2 separate regions of the Mus musculus genome follow, and region 2 is linked to region 1. Evidence: chromatin contacts called from public HiChIP or PLAC-seq data. All regions are on one chromosome and are shown on one strand. Each heading gives the region's core, a stretch centred on a gene start, on an enhancer-like site or on the middle of the called end of the contact. The rest is flanking DNA. Distances are from core to core; before and after follow the strand shown.

What was found. HiChIP or PLAC-seq counts read pairs in DNA pulled down with a chosen protein or histone mark.
Region 2: an HNF4G HiChIP or PLAC-seq map of pancreatic cancer cells shows a contact between it and region 1. The contact joins two enhancer-like sites. A contact is called at or near these places in 1 of 484 Hi-C or Micro-C datasets (CD4 T cells) and 1 of 115 datasets of contacts at active chromatin or transcription factors (pancreatic cancer cells).

Annotation. Positions count from the first base shown.
Region 1 is chr10:19,530,353-19,533,128 of GRCm38.p6, reverse strand. No RefSeq gene overlaps it. Among named protein-coding and RNA genes, the nearest start is that of Gm33104, 45 kb to the right of the region's middle. Within about 2 kb of position 1,513, at least 58 of the 459 cell types and tissues checked have an H3K27ac peak or open chromatin away from gene starts, as enhancers often do. A contact at or near this core is called in pancreatic cancer cells, where this site is marked.
Region 2 is chr10:19,955,475-19,958,174 of GRCm38.p6, reverse strand. The region is part of intron 1 of Map3k5 (mitogen-activated protein kinase kinase kinase 5); the gene reads right to left. Among named protein-coding and RNA genes, the nearest start is that of Map3k5, 22 kb to the right of the region's middle. Within about 2 kb of position 1,299, at least 53 of the 459 cell types and tissues checked have an H3K27ac peak or open chromatin away from gene starts, as enhancers often do. A contact at or near this core is called in pancreatic cancer cells, where this site is marked.

The DNA.
Region 1 (2,776 bases), core at 264-2,763:
CAGATGTCCATAAAAACAGGCTGTGGAAGGCTAAATGTGCTTTTGTTTTGTGCTTGGTTCTGCTCTAAGGAAACAGGGGGCTGGGATTATTGATCCGGGACTCATAGAGCTTATGTAAATCTATGAGTTCTCGATAATTATTAACAGTGATCAAAGCCTTGATGATGTAGCTTTAGTAAACACAAGACTGGGTTCAGACTTTCTATGTTTATTTACCCTTAAGCTTAAACTGAAATTAAATAACGAATACTGAGAATCATCAGGGACAGGAGAGGACCTGAACTAGCAGTGTGTGTCTATTACTGACTCTGAGTCATTACTGCATCAGCTCTGTTCCCATTCTTTCCTTCCTCAGGACCCTCACACTCAGGCAGGACCTCGGTACCCTCAGTTTCTTACACTCTCCACCTCCCCTTCTGTGGGGTTCTCTGAGCTGTGAGGGAAGGGATTTGACTAAAACTTCCCATTGAGAGCTGGATGTTCAAGGTCTCTCTCTGCCCAATGTCTGGCTGTGGGTCTCTGCATCTGTTCCTATCTGCCCTCAGAGGAAGCCTCTCTGATGCTGACTGGATAAGACTCTGATTTATGAGTTTAGCACAATATCATAAGGAGTAATTTTAATGATAGTTTTTTCTTCTTTTTTTAAAGACCAGTAGTGTTTGGGTATGGGTTCTGTCTCAGGGATCAAGCCTTAAGTCAATCAGACATTGTTTGGCTACTTCCACACGTTCTATGTCACCATTGTCCCAGAATGTTTTTCAGATAGGATAGACTGGAGATCAAAAGTTTTATGGACAGGTTGGTATTTAAGTTTCTCTTTTGATGACCTGCAGAGTATCTTCCCACACCAAAGATTCTTCTCACCAAAGGGAGTAGATGTGAATCCATGTAGAGCCCAGCTCAACTTCTCCATGTTTAATGAGTTGTATGGGTGTGGTTCTCAGCAATGGGGCCTGGATGTTTGAGGAGAGTTTGTCTTAGCAACAGCCTGGGTTGTTTAGGGATCTCCATGGGACCTCTTGGCCAACAACTCAATTGAAAGCAACCCAGTCCTGGTATTAGAAGCTTCAGTTGGTGACAAGAGATGGCCAGTTTGGACTCTGTCTCTTCCATCACTAAGAGACTTAGTTAGTATTAGCTTCAAGTAGAAATGATTTAATTAAAAAAAAAATCCCACTTTAGACAGTTTTACTGCAGTGGCATGCGCCAACTAATAGTGATAATACTCTCGTAAAAGAGTGGGGAAGTAATGACCTTGGTGTTCTTCCTTGGAGGCCCACCAGCTGTAGGAAAGGAACCAGGCCTTCTCACTCCTGGCCTACCCTAAGAGTACTGCAGGTGTGGGACTGCCTACCAGGAATGAGTCTCTACCCTCCTTACTTATTTAACTGCCATTCTTTCTTCAGATCAAAGTCCAAAACATCACTTCCTCAAGCTTCCTGAGCCTCCAAGGCTGGGCAAATGCCTTATTAGGTAAATAGAACACAGCACCTGACCTTTGAACTGTGAATTGCAAGTACACGAATATTTGCTCTAACTGTGTTCTGATTGCAGCCCTTGCTAATAGCCTGGGAATTCCTTGAGGGTGGGGCTCATGCATATCTGTTCCTGTTGAATTTATCTTAGTGTGTCACATACTCTAGAGGTGTTTCATCATCTATCAGCTATTTATTGAGTGATGAGTTAACAAATTAGGCTGAAAAAAGTTAAGCACCCACTCATGCTTTGTAACAGGTACCATGACAAGCTTTGATAACCTAAGTGTGTGGTGGCGGGGCAATCATGCCTTATGTAGTTTACAACAACAACAACAACAACAACATCAACAACAACAACAACAACTGTAGCACAGAGCCGGGGTTTCCACACACAGAGCTGGGAGTCCTGCCATTCTTCAGAGAGAAGCAGCTTTTAATTGACCATATTACAGAATACTTTTAAGCTGGGTGTTGAAAGAGGTGTTCAAAGCTGCCTTTGCAAACTCTTGCAGATTTGTGAGTGTGCACTTGTAATAGGAAAGAGGTAGGTTTTGCTTTTCTGGGCCACTGTCCTTGGCTTGCAAATCCCTCTGTGGAGACTTGAATGCATAATGAGTGAGTTATTTCTGAAGATTAAATGTAAGTGGATTTTTACTTTTAGATAATCCAATATAATAACTTGGTTTTTAATTGAGTGACTTCAGGGGATTATGTAGGTTTAGAGAGTTCTCTCTGTTCCTCACGCATATCTCTGCCTAAATTTCAGAATCCTCTGTAAGCTCATCTTTTCTGGGGATTGAAACCCATGGTAGGCAAGTGCTCTACTACCAAGCTATACCCCAACCAGGCTCAAGCTCACGTTCTGTCTCTTTTTCTTCATGAGTTTAACACCCACTGCTACCATGGTCTATTACTGTTTTCTTTTCTCATGCTTTCTCTGAAGAACTCACTCACTAGCATTGTTCAATGTCTTATTTTGAAATGGATTAGCTTGGATAAATTTAATAGTAAAGAGCCTTTCAGGGTATCTACTACTCATGGTTTGACTGACACATCCAGGCTTCTATCTCAGTGGCCATGGGTAGATGGGGATCTGAGTCCCTAGGCAACAGGCAAAATGAATTTGCTGAAATATTTGGATTTGTGTGTGCTGCAATAAAGAACTGGACTAGAGACACATCATAGCCACATAGAGATGGTTTATTAAGAAAAGGACAAGCCTTCGGAGACAGAAGTAGGCTAGTGAGCCAACGGAAGAACACGTGCTCAGGAAGTGGGCCATACACTGTGTGAACTTC
Region 2 (2,700 bases), core at 50-2,549, 430 kb before region 1:
TCACACAAGCCCTCATAAACAGAATAAGGGCCTTATAAAAGACACGCCAGAGAGATACCATGTCTCCTTTGCAACCTGTGGCTATAATTAACAGACTCTGTCTGTGAGGAAGTGGCCCGCATCAGACACCAAATCTTCCAGTGCCTTGCTTGATCTTGGACTTCCCAGTCTGTAGAGCGTGAGAAAATCTTATCAGTTTATAAACCACACAGCCTACAGTATTTTCCTACAGAAGCCTGAACACACGATGGCAAATTCTTCAGAGAGTCACGTGTGAACAACAGAGACATAAGGAACAAGATGACCCTAACCAAAAAACACAAGTTGGCATTACCAAACAGTGGACTTAAACTGGAATACTGGGATAGGCAGGAAAGGACCCTCTGTAGGCTACGGTGCCAGAGGCTCACAGAATACTGACCATCAGGAGGCCGCTTGGTCCAGAAACTGCAGGAGGGAGATTCTAGGAAGGAAGGACTAAGAATCCTCCTGTTCCCTAAATTATTGGTTCCAGCAACCACTAGCACAGGAAAACTACAGGCCCTTAAGATGGGTGGTGGGGCCATGGGGAAAAAACATGCAGAGGATTTGGGAGCAGGAATGGAGAGAGACCCCTGAGAGCTATCTGCTCAGGGAAAGGCAGGAAGGGACAAGGCTGGGCCTGGTCACAGGGGGCCACAATGACCTCCAGGAACCTGTGTGGTGGACTAGCGAGTGTCCTTTCCATTGGTGGGGAGCCAACCAGGGGAGCTCAAAGCAGGGTACTGCTCTGAAGTTCCTTTCAGAGTACTGAGACCTGCTAGGGAATATAGGGAAGAAAGGCAGTCACCATGCACCCAAAGCTCCCTGTGCCAGAAACACCAAAGTATCTTTCAACCAGCCAGCAAATGTACCCAAAATTGAGAATTCCTAAGCAGGGTGTTTGTTCACAGCCCTATACAATTCAAGACAATTAAAGAAAATCACACAAATACCTTTAGTCTCTCATCTGGGGTGAGAATCTCTGCCTCAATTGGAGCGAGTGACAAAAATTAAGAAAGAAAAATACAGACTGACAGCCAGTCTGAAGAAAGAGCAGGAGAGGGAGAGGGAGTGGAGGTGGGGTGGAGTGGGGCGAGGGGAGGGGAACAGAAAAGCCCAGCTCTGACTTTGTGCGGTTCCAGCTAGAAACATATCCTGTTCACCAAATAGAAGACTCATGCTTTTCCCAAATGTAAACAGAACTCTCGATAGGACAGGCAGCCAAGGAGCGTCCAGTGTTTGCACATGACTCTCAGGTGTGCCCCAGCCAAAGATTAAGGAGGGGTTGGCTCTTGTTCCTAACTGCTCCAGCCTGCCACTGGATTGCACCAGAAATAAGGCGATGAGTGTGTGAGGATAAGGCTGGTGGGGAATTTAGATTACGAAAAATACTAAAAGAAACAGAAACTCAGCTGTTTCTAAAGCTGAAGGGGATGAAGCAGGGGAAGCCCTGACAAAAGAGCCTCCGGGACTCCATCTTTATCTGGAGACTGTTGGTGGCTGCAAACTCCTCTGGGAATGCAGTCTGCAGATTAGACCCGTCTAGGAAACACACACTTGCATCTGCACTTGACCCTCAGGGGAGGCCTCTCCTCACTCCCTGACTCCAGAGGCTTCTACCACCATTGCTACCCCAAGTTCTCTGGAAACCTACACCACCAGCTTTTGCTTTGCCTTTTTCATAGAGGGAGAATAAAGGTGGCAGGTGACAGACTAGCCCATTCCCCAGCGGGGATAAAGCAGTATATAGCAAAGATGGTTTTTTAAAAGGCAATAAACCCCACTCTTTTGCCTAAGTAGTTAGCTTAGAGCAGTCATTCTCAACCTGTGGGTCTCAACCCCTTGGAGGGTCAAATGACCTTTCCACAGGGTGGCCTAGGACTATAGGAAGATAAAAATATCTACATTACAATTCATTACAGTAGCAAAAGTATAGTTACGAAGTAACAATGAAAATAATTTTATGGTTTGGGGGTTACCACAACATGAGGAACTGTATTAAAAGGTCACTGACTTAGGAAGGCTGAGACGCACTGGCTTAGAGAAAGCACTTTACCTATAAATAGGACTTTTGCATGTTCGCCACCTTCCTCTCACACATCAGGCAGTGTGGATGACGGCCCTTTCACCTCTGTTCAACCATGTCACCCAAGCATGTTCAAACACAGGGAAAAAGGTCAACATAGAAGCAAATGTTCTTCCTACTTGAAAACATCACAGGTTTTGATTTTGGCAGCTCGATGGTTACTTTTAACTGTCAAGTTGACACAGCCTAGAATCTTCTCGGCACCAAGTTTCAAAGAGAGATGGTCTACATTGGATTTATCTGTGGAGAGTCTGTGAGAAACTGCCTTAATTAAGTTAATTGATGTGGGAAGACCCAGCCCACTGTGGAAGCAAGGGGTGCTGAACTGTGTAAGAATAGAGAAATTGCTAGTCATGGTGATGCACACTTTTAATCCTGGTACCTGCGGACAGGCAGGTGGATCTCTGTGAATTCAAGGGCAGCCTGGCTTACCATACTAAGTTCCAGGCCAGCATGATGGCAGAGTGAGACCTTGTCTGTTGTTATTATTGTTGCTGTGTTTTAAAGGAGAAACTGAACTGTTTACATAGCAAGCAAGCAAACAGGAATTCATTTCTCTCTACCCCTGACTGTGGCAGTGATATGATTGTTTG